Regions from separate parts of the Xenopus laevis genome. Here region 1 is linked to region 2. The links are chromatin contacts, called in public Hi-C maps. All regions are on one chromosome and are shown on one strand. Each heading gives the region's core, a stretch centred on a gene start, on an enhancer-like site or on the middle of the called end of the contact. The rest is flanking DNA. Distances are from core to core; before and after follow the strand shown. Region 1 has its middle 74 kb from the start of LOC108708384. Region 2 has its middle 17 kb from the start of msl3.L.

Region 1 (5,731 bases), core at 2,704-5,203, 70 kb before region 2:
ACCACAGTTGTCCTGGACCAAGTATGTATGAACAGTCTATAATAGAATTAGAATTTTTTCTATACTGCTCATGTGCACAGCCCAGGAACAACACAAGCTTCAGTTGGTTAGCAGGCCTTGAGTGTATTCATTAGGATGTTCATAACTAACTGGCATCTGCCACAAACCCCCCAGTGAAAACATGTTCCTTGTCTTTTAAAGCTTATAGGCTGATGGCACACAAGGCATTTTTAACTGCCTGCTGTCTGCCATTGAATTGAGTAGGAAATGCCTGGCTGGGACTGCTTTTTAGCATGAAAACATTGTGTTGAGCAACCTTACTGCTTGCACTGGTGCTTTTGAGCATTTCCTATTTATGTCAATGGGTTGGCATCAGGGAACAATTTAGGTCAATTTACAGACAGCTCAAGAGCCACCCATGTGTCATTAGACCAAATGGAAACAAAGTACAGGCATTGGAGCTGTTATTCGGAATGTCTCAACTTGAGTCTTTCAGGATAAGGGGTCATTCCTTCATTTGGTCTCTGAACAATTCAATCGTTCAAACGTATAATCCCAATAGGATTGTTCTGTGGCCAATAAAGATTGCTTATATCTTAGTTACAATCAAGTACAATGTACTGTAATAGTTTATAAATTTTTCTTATTTGATTAAAATGTGAGATGAGATTGTCTATGTCAGATGACCTTCCTATAATCTGTCTTTATAGCGCAACCCTATATAAAGATTTGTATACTACAATTTAAATAAATGGAGAGCCTTGAATTTCTGTAAACTTTTCTAATTTATTACCGTCTTACCATGTAAATATTACCTATTGGTACGTCTATGTCTATCTGTATGTCTTTGGCCTGTACAGAGAATTCCATCACAAATGAAGCGAACTGAATCTAGATATTTGGCTCTGATGGCTCATCCAGTTTCACCATTTCGCTCCATTCAAAAAGATCATTATCACATCTGTCAGAAATAAATGCAGTAAAATACTGTTTTATCATGCACTTTGTGTGAACCATATGAGCTATGTGATGTCAAACGTTTGCTCTGTCTTTATTATAAAGTTAAAAAAAGCAGTTATTCAGTAGACATATTAAAGGACAATTATAGACACATGCTGGCAGGTTGAAGGAGCAAATCCTTGTTTTCAGTATAAAGCCTTGGGATTAATGGTAAGGAGAACAAGTTCAGTTGGGATCTACAGCTACAATGAAATACCCATCATGGATATGAGCAATCCTTCCCTACGTGATGTCCTCAGGTGAAGCAAATATGTTGTTTTAATATTATATATATATAAATATATATATATATATATATATATATATATATATATATATATATATATATATATATAAATCTGGATTTTACATTGCTATTTCTCCCATATAAGTGTAGACAAGGTCTATTGTGCTATTGTTCTAGGTAAAAAAAAGTTCAGCAAATATTTGCATAAACAATCTCTAATTATGTGCAGGCTTAGGGAGACTGAGTAGTTGTCAGTGAGTTACTAATAGAATGAAATAATGACAAGAATGTATTAAAAAGAGGATCAGAGAGGGAAGCTAGCTGACTAGAAGAGCTCTCACTGGATATAAGAAGCAAATGAGTAAGTAATAATTGTTAACAGATAAGGATTATGATTATTTATCTGAGCCGTGCCATTGTGCAAATAGGATAGACAATAAAATCGCCACTTAACTGAGTGTTAGATAAAGTGATGAACTTCTGTGCGAGAGCATATAATTTACATACAGCTTTGAGCAAAATCACTGATGATATTCAAGCTTCACAAAAAATGTTTTTTTCTGCAGATACCTTTTCTTCTCTATTTTGTTTTACTTAACCCTATCCAAATACAGTATATATTCAAGTTCTTCTTTCCAATATAGTCTTTTCTGTCAAACATCCCACCCCCTTTTTTTTTCTTCAGTCCCTTTAGTAAACCCATTTCAGCATTTACCATCAATAAACACAGCCAATTGTTTAAAATCTATAGTGTTAAGGGCTGTCACCTGACCAGTAAAAATGATGCTTGAAGGAAGGAAAGTATTTTTTTTTCCAGAAACAGAGGCAACCCTAATTATGTTGTTTCTTGCACTAAATATGGAAAAGACTAAAACTGAAAGTAAGAGTCTGTCCAACTTTCTGGTTCTAAAGCTGGCCATAGACGCAAAGATCCAATCGTACGAATCATTGTACGATCGGACTTTCCCATCTCCCGACCTGTCACTAACCATTCAAATCAAAGTCTTAACATTCAGATCAAATAAAGTAGTAAAAGAACAGATCAGCTGATGTTCTGCCCCTGACAGCAATCATACGATAGTTATGTCTGACAAAGCTAGTGACAGTCTCCCACTGAAAATCATACAATCAGCAATACACGTAGAGATATTATCAGCAGCCAACAGAAATTTTCTAACCTGTCCGATCGACCAAACGACCGATCTCCGCCGCACGAAAAATGTCGGGACTCCCCACACACGGTCCGAAAATCGTACGAATCCACAATTCGTACGATCGGATCGTTGCGTCTATGGACAGCTTTAGGAGCTGCTGAAAACAAAAATACCAGTTCACATAGGGGCGTATTTATCAAGGTTTGAATTGAAAATTGAAAAAGCTTCGAAATTCAAATTCAAAAAGACCAACTGAAATTGAAGTTTTTTTTGTCAAATAGGTCCGTTTTCGATTGAATAGGTCCATATTTGGGCGAATTTGAATCGAATCGAAGGAATAGCGCATACGATCAAATTCAATTCGAAGTTTTTCCCAAAAAACTCGACCAATTGACTCCAAATAGGTTCTAGATCCCCCATAGGCTAAAACAGCAATTTGGCAGGTTTTAGATGGTGAATGGCCGAAGTCTAATTTTTAAAGAGATAGTACATGATACATTTCAATATTGAAGTTTTTTAATTTTTTTCAAATTCAAATCCAATTTGGGCTATTCCCTAGTTGAAGTACACAAAAAATAGCTCGAAATTCGATTTTATCATTCGAAAATTCACCTCGACCTTTGATAACTCTGCCCCATAAAGTCACTTTACGTTCAGGTGATTCACTAGTTTAAAGTCAGTTGCTTGGGTAGGTGAAACATGCTCAGGGTTCCCTTAGCCATCATTTAAAGGCAGATGTTAATTTCATGCCTCCTGTCCATCCATTCTCCTTTCATTTTGAACTTTGGTGTTGTAATTCCATTCGAAAAGAGAACAAATTTGCGCACAAATTAGAAATTGCATTGCTAATCTTAATTGCACATTACACACTTTCAACACATACCTGAAGGTGGTGTAAACTTTTGGAGCAACTTTTTCAGTAAGAAGTTTTATTACATACACTGCACACAATCGCAAACTATAAAATTCGCAATCACTATCCTACTGTTGCGTGAGGGCAAAGGGTTTGCAAAATGTTTGTTACGTTTTCACAAAGGCAAAAATGTTTGCAATGTGAACGTTTATTCGCATTATAATTAGCATTCTATATTACAATTCCCCCATTTGAGCGTAATTGAAGCAAAGTATGCAGAAATGGGGCCAGGGCAAGTTGCAAGGTGTATGCACAAGAGCAAGTATTTTATGCTTTGTGAATTGATTTGTGTAGTTTTGTGTAGATTTGTGTAGTCAGCCTAAGTTATTGTCTTGGCTTAAAGATGCAATCAAAGAATTATTTGAAAAATGGAAATACATTATTTTACATCAAATTAGCTGAAAACTCACGTGAAAATAGAGGTACTGCTATTCTGTTGAAAAAATCAAAGCAACCAGTCTATCATACTTTTGACTGCCCTGTACTTCTAAATGGCAGCTTAGTATAAACATTACATTTTGTTGTTTTTAAGAAACAAGTTAAGCATTAAATGATTTATTAAACATGAGCTCAATATGCTGCACAGCATGGCTGCACAATCTGATACATCTCTAACATTGCACGGCTTTCCAAATACCAGTCAACGACTCCCTCATGTGGTGTTTCTGCAACACTGTTTATTTTTCTGCTGCAAACCAACAGCTTTACTATCACATTGCTGTCTTCTTAAAGGATTAATGTACATAGTATTGGTAGCTGGGAACTTATCGTAGATCAGTGTGACCCCATTAGCTTAGGGGCACATTTACTTAGCTCGAGTGAAGGAATAGAAGAAGAAAAACATTGAATTTCGAATGATTTTTTTGGTTACTTCGACCATCGAATTGGCTACTTCGACCTTCGACTACGAATCGAATGATTCAAACTAAAAATCGTTCGATTATTCGACCATTCGATAGTCGAAGTACTGTCTCTTTAAAAAAAAACTTCGACCAAGTACTTTGCCACCTAAAACCTACCAAGCACCAATGTTAGCCTAAGGGGAAGGTCCCCATAGGCTTCCTAACAATTTTCTGATCGAAGGAAAATCGTTTGATCGATGGATTAAAATCCTTCGAATCGTTTGATTTGAAGGATTTAATCGTTCGATCGAACGATTTTTCCTTCGATCGATCGATCATAGGAAATGCGGTAAATCCTTCGACTTCTATATTCGAAGGATTTTACTTAGATGGTCGAATATCGAGGGTTAATTAACCCTCAATTTTCAACCCTTTGTAAGTGTGCCCCTTAGTGTTATTCAGGTATGGGCTCCTAATAATAGACTTTAATTGTGACTGCAGCTTCAAAATATGCTTTTTAGTATTTGATTACCGTAATACATTTTATTTTGCATACAATATATCCTTTTAGATACAAATACTTTCTATATTCTCATGCCACGGTGATCTAATTAAGATACACAAAACATATCAAACTCTGCAAAGGGATGAAATATTTACAATTCTACAATACACTATGAGACAATATCGTTTACAGAAAATACACAAAGGCAAAGATACTGATAAAGATGGGGCCATATGAAAACCACTCAAAAATATTAACTATTGCATAAGGGAGGTGTGAGGGAAGCCACACTGGAAATTACTCAAAACTGCATTTTAGCAATTATTTGCTTGGGACCTGGGTTTTTCTGGTTAAGGGATCTTTCCATAATTTCTATCATAATACCTTAAATCTGATAAAAAATCACTTAAACATTAAAGGGGACTATCAATGAACTGTCAATGATTATCTGACACCCAACTGCTGCATCAAGACAGAACGAAGAGAAACAATGCTGAGAGATGGAAAGTGAAGACAAACTTGATTATTTCAGAAACTATATAGAATATTTAATTGATTGTATTTAGAAAGTTTCTTGTTTCAGTGTGATGAAGCTTATATTTTCATTTTCTCGATAGTTCACCTTTAAATAAAACCCATAAAATTGCTGTGCCGCCAATATGGATTCACGCCAGTTTAGTTACCATCAAGTACAAGGTGCTGTTTTATTATTACAGAGAAAAAGGAAATCTTTTTTTTAAACATTAAAATGTATTCTATGGGAGAAGGCCTTTCAATAATTCAGAGCTTTTTGGATACCCGGTTTAAGGCATCCCATCCCTGTACATACTGTAAATGCCTATCACTAATAGAATACAAGACTCACATAAACAATGATGTCAGTTGGCTTGATGAGCTTTTCTACCTCTTTTATACGTATAATTCAAAATATATTTAAATAAATTAAAGAATGATACACACTATGTGGCTGCCTCATATATTTTTGTATATGTTCTAGATGACCGAGGATTGACGTGTCTCCTGAGGTGGCTGCAACCGTGTGTCACTTTTATGAAGAAACTGCCATCTGGA
Region 2 (5,796 bases), core at 1,890-4,389:
ATCTATTGTAAACTCCTAGCATTTTGTACCTTGTGAAAGCTGTTGTGTAAAGCAGGGACTTGTCATTCCCAACATTGGCTTACTCAAAAAGTTTGCCACCCCTGCTTTCTATGATAATGGGTTTTCACTGCAAAACAAGGAACAAATATTTACAGTATAGAAGACCATTATTTAAAGAATTTCATTAAGCCCCAGTGGCCCACACACCTTCCCCCAGGCCCCTCAGCCTGGGAGGGAGGTAAAGAGAGCGGGTGCAAGGAGCGGGTCTGGGCTGATTCTAGGTTTTTTCCCGGTGTCCCACCAGCCCAGTCAGACCCTGGATAATTCTGATTATATTATTCATATCTTAAAAATGCAGTATATAGTACACACTTTATTTCTGCACCACCCAGTCATTATAACATGAGACTCACTCAAGTCCAGGTTCACAATCACACAGTTCATAATACCCATAGTACTGCATTCTACATTACCAGGAAGGAAATCTGTGTTGACTTATGCTCAGAAAAACATACATTTTTTTTCTACCAAACAGTTATTAGATATGCCATCTATGTACAGGTTACTTTATTTTTGTTTTGTCCTGAAATTACTGGCGTTGTTATGCAGTCCGACAAAGACAATCCATGTTTTTCCATTCTTGCAAAATTTACAATGGTTTTTCACAGCCTTCTGAAGAACATAAAATTGAGGTTCAACTGCATACAAATGCACCACATGTTAATAAATCGGATATTTTGAAGTTCAAAACATGGTACGAAAGAATTTTGAACCAATGAAACTTTTCAGACATCACAGTAAGAACAACAACAGAATGACTTTTTTTCAGTAAAGTGTTTCGTTCATTCAATTTCATCAGTTTTATTTCCACCGCACTATTATACAGTATCATTATTTTTAATAAGTGTATCTTAGTAGCATTATCAGTCCCCTATCTTTTTATCAGTCCCCTATCTTTTTGCTTATGGAAACAAAGAACAAGACAAAGTGACAGACAGTGTAGTTGTTTCAAAGAAAGTGCTAAACGTAAAGCGCACTTTAATAAATGAAATATGTACCTATATCTATTTATATTGCCAGCTATGGGAGATTTTCAAGTAACTCAAAACAAAGCATGCCAATACAGCACTGTATAGATGAAGGAAGTAGAACGTATAGAAGGTTGTATGATCAGCCCAACAAATGTAGCAATCGCACAATCACTTAAGCACAGTAAATTCAGTTTAACCAGGAGCCAATCAACTTATTATTATCAAAGTTCAGCTTTCGTTATTCTACCTGTAGCTGCCTGAGCAAAAGACTGGTTGCTATATGCTACTGCCAGGTGCAGATTTGCTCAGGGTTAGTGAATGAGCCCAGCAGATTTCAAGTAGAAGGGTGGCATGGTCTAATACTTAACTTGAACCCTAGTGCTGCAATATGCTAATGTTATAATAGTGCCACAATGCCATGCATGCCCTTAACAGTAGCTCCTGCCAGCTGTTTAGTGGTGTTCGCAGCAGAAATCACTAGACAGAACGTAGTGTTAAAAGTCCTAAGGTCGCAATGTCACCTGTGGTTATAATTATAACACATTACCTGACATTATGAATAAGATAAAAAATCTTTAAATTCAAGAATAAACTGGAATTAAAAGAAATTATTTTTGTATTTGGCTCTGAGCCACATTTGCTTGGCCTTGCCTAATTTAAAGCACTTTGGGGGACAACAGTATATACAGTATCTGACATACATTTGACATGGTCCCGGGCAAAACAACTGCAACAAAAGTTGCAAAAACATTAAAGAGCATTCCATCATGTATAATCACTTCATGCATATATGTGCATTTGATGATTTTCTCTTGAATTTCTCCATGCCCATGCATCTGCTCTGACTTTCCTTCAAAGTCAAATACTATACAAAATAAATTTGCAGTCAAATAAAATTGTCAGGGTACTTAAGCAATTTGCACTGCTCTCCATGACCATGCTTTGTTATCTGATCAAACCACAAGATTTAAAGGGAACATAAAATATTCAGTGATGGGAAAGTATATATCAAATAATATCATACAACAAAACAAAAAGAAAACACAACTGACAACAAATATAATCAGAAGTCCAAAAAAAGTAGGTTTGTGTATAGATGTCACTGAGCTGTGCAGACAGCAAAGTTCTTACCTCATTTTTCCATACAATGTATGACTGACTTATCTGGGGCTGCACTTTTTTTTGCTGAAGCCACTTTCTCGGGGAGAAGATACTGTTGGTGCTGCTGCTGGGGGTGAGTGCCAGAGGGCTACGAGCCAGGAAAGGCAGGTCCCAGGCAGTGTTCCTCTTGATTCCCCTAACGTCGTAGTCAAAGTGAAAACTGGTGGATGATGATTTTTCCAAAGGAGTTGTAGGGGTAGAAAAAGAGCCAAGAGGCACCAGCCTTTGCTTGTGGTGCATCGATTTGCCAAAAGTGAAATAGTCAGTTGAAGATGCAGGTACATGTCCTGAGATGGGGTAGCAATCCGACTCTCTGCACCTGCTGTCCTGCAGCGAGATAATAGTGCTAGAACCTTCATATTGTAGATGTGAATGCTCATCTCTGTCATTGCCATAGTCACGAATGATTGCAGGGTCTAGGCTTCGAGTCTGGCGAAGTCGGTTTTTGGACAGAGTTTTGGATGCTGTTGGCGATGAGCAGGAGAACACACTGTTCAACAAGTTTTGTCCTGACATGATGTTGCTTTTTTCCCCTCAGTTCTTTGTTGCTTTTTCTTGTGCTTTCTTCACCCGGCAATATTGTGAGTCGCACTCCACTCTTGGGATATGTTGTCTCTGAGATTCTCACAGATGTTTAATCTTATAGTCAGATCATAGCTATGTCAGCAGACTCCCGAACAGGCTAACACACTGTGTACTCTCTGCACTCTCATGCTTGCCAAAAGACCCAAATCAGTTTACTTAAAACGGCTGCACAGTTGGAAAACAGCAAGAGCACTTAGATGCAGATTTCTTTATCCCACTTTTACTGCCACAAATGTCTTACAATATCTTATTCATTTTTTTTTTTTTAAAGCTTCACTTGCAACAACCCTTCAGTAGTGCTGGTTGCACAGAACAGAAAAAGGGGAGGGAAGGACAAAAAAAAAGCTGAGATTCTGTCTTCTTACACTGCACACCCACCGTCACTCCTCCCAGCTTCCCTTCAGCGATCAGCTGGGCTCTAGCCTTCCCCCATTTACCTGCATGGAACACATATTTGTATTGTTGTCATACTTCGCTATTCCCTTTCACGTGAGAGTGGAACCAGCTGTCTCACTCAATATGCTCTGGGTGTTTTCCCTAACTGAACCATTTTTAAGCTTCTGCATACAGTATTACAATAAGTGGGTGAAATAAACGTGTGTGCCATGTGCTTATATAAAAATAATAGAGCTTAAGAGTTTTTTCTGTTTTTTTAATAGCAACTATATTTTATTCCCACTGAGATTTGTTATCCTGTGACAGCAGAAAATTATATATTAGTTGACATTGGTGCTTATTATAATTATATAATATTTAGGAAGATATCCCTTTAAAAAATGCAACTACATTTCTAAGTATGTTCAATGCCTAGTGATGCAAGAGCTGTATAGTTATAGGTCTACATACAAACACAGAAATGTGCATTTATTACAGTACATGGCGCCTATACACTCTAGACTCTACATTAAGCTGCTTTGATTGCATAATGTTGCACTATATTTTATACAGACAAATGATTACAAATGAATGTATAAAAATACAGTATGATCTTTCACTTTTAAAGGCATTCTATCTCTTAGAACTTGGAAGGTTGCAAAACTCATCTGTCAAATAATATGTGTGTAGATGTTCTGTTTTGTGTCCATTTCAGCTGTGTGTTACAAGGCATTAATATGAATTACTACCATCTAGTGGCGATATGTACAACAGCTGCAAAGGGATTTTAGTCAAAAAGGGAAACCTGGAAGAGTATTAATAGAATTAATATTGTCTGTATACAGAGCTACTAGTTATAAAGTGTTGTTGATAGAATTTTTAGGCACAGTAAGTCTTAGTTTACTGGGGGGGCCAGCTTGTTTTTAAGTAATTTACGAGCACAGTGAATATTTTTCATGTTCGGCTTAATAAATGACATACTCATTCGAATGTTTATTTTAGAAAACAGTACCTTAATCATCACAAAGTGCCAGGTTTTATTAACAGGCAAGTTCCTTATGAGCCCCAGATTAAGGCAACACTCATCAGAGAAGAACATTCCCTTGCCCCCAGCAATAACTTATAATCATGCACTGAACACTCACTGCTCACTCTCTGGTGCCGAAATTGTCTTGGATACATACCTAGTACACTGATTTGGAATGCTGGGCAAAAAATATGAAAGTGGGATAAAAAAAACCCCCCAATGTTTTCATTAAAAAAATATGCATAACGCACTGCATCCCTTGCCTGTGTAATGCTTATGCAGGCACACTAAAGGTTCTCCTAGTTCTGTAAGTCATAGTAACCATTAGTTTGCTTTTACTGCTATTAAATCTCTGGACCACTAAAAGCTATTTTCTAACTGTTGCTATGACTTACAGGGCTATGACAATCTAAGTGAATAACCTGGTAAATTGTATGCCTGAGGCACAGGAAAAATATGACCCAGGCACCAATACATGCCCCTTATATATTCTAGCCATGCTTCATAAACATTAGGGGTCATTTACAAATTCCAGGCGTGCAAGTGCAAGAGTGCAACCGTTAGTACTTGAGCCCATAGAAAAGGTTCATTCTACGCCTAATGCTGGATTGAAAATCTGACACACGGAGCAAAGCATGAGATGGACTTCTACATGCCTCTCTTGCCTGCCCCTCTTGGATAGAGCACTGCCTAATGCAGTCATTGATCTCTTCAGGTGACTAGCTGCAGATCTATATGCTCCAAAACAGAGCAAAAAAGCCAGCAACCATCCTGAAATTAAAGCAATAAGAAAGTGCAAAAAGGCTAATTGTGGCTCTTATTTGCAGCTTGCACACTGCTTTCTGCTTTACTTCTTTCTTCTTCCTTCTTCAAATCTCCTGGGGCAGATGCATGCGCAGTAGAATGAAATAGCCGACTTCTTCTTTAAAGTTCAGAAGAAAGAAAAAGCCGGAAGCCAATCGCTCTGTGGTGCCTGCTGGAAGAACCACGGACCAAAGCAGTTTTCTACTGATAGGAGTACTGGCCCGGGTGTGAGGTAAGTAAATACAATCACTTGGGGGTGCCTAACTTTTGGCATCCCCTTTCCTTCTCCTCGTTCACCCTAGGCCCAGGCTTGCCAGAAATCTAGGCCTGAATGTATAATTTCTGTAAAGTGCTGTGGAATATGTCAGCACTATATAAATAATAAATACACTATTTACATTTTATATTATATAAATATAGCAAATGCATGGTACATTAGTGATTTCAATGAACACATGTATCTGCTAAAACACTATGTAGACAGAACATAACTTTTACATAGCATATGTCAGATACATATTCACAGAGCAATATTCACTGCTGCAATATTCCTCTACATTCCAAATGGGGATCAATGTAGTGATAAACCTAACCACATACATACATATGGACATCTGGTGGATGGCTCCAGAACTACATATTGACAAAAATATTCCTTAGGGCCTTAGTGAGTTCAAGGAGAAACTGTCTCTCCTAATTCTGCTTTAGATTTTCCATAGCCTTTAACAAAGTTTTAATGTGATAAGCCATGAGTCCCTCATTAAACTGAATCTGGAACTTTATATGAGCAGTGCAAACTAGTAGCAAACCACA

Evidence for each region. Hi-C and Micro-C count contacts between places; a contact is called where the count stands out from the background.
Region 1: a Hi-C map of the XL177 cell line shows a contact between it and region 2, with 4 times the contacts expected there. The contact joins two enhancer-like sites. A contact is called at or near these places in 2 of 4 Hi-C or Micro-C datasets (the XL177 cell line and the XTC cell line).

The regions. Positions count from the first base shown.
Region 1 is chr2L:110,759,108-110,764,838 of Xenopus_laevis_v10.1, reverse strand. No RefSeq gene overlaps it. Among protein-coding and RNA genes, the nearest start is that of LOC108708384, 74 kb to the left of the region's middle. Within about 2 kb of position 3,953, at least 1 of the 7 cell types and tissues checked has an H3K27ac peak or open chromatin away from gene starts, as enhancers often do.
Region 2 is chr2L:110,688,629-110,694,424 of Xenopus_laevis_v10.1, reverse strand. No RefSeq gene overlaps it. Among protein-coding and RNA genes, the nearest start is that of msl3.L, 17 kb to the right of the region's middle. Within about 2 kb of position 3,139, at least 1 of the 7 cell types and tissues checked has an H3K27ac peak or open chromatin away from gene starts, as enhancers often do.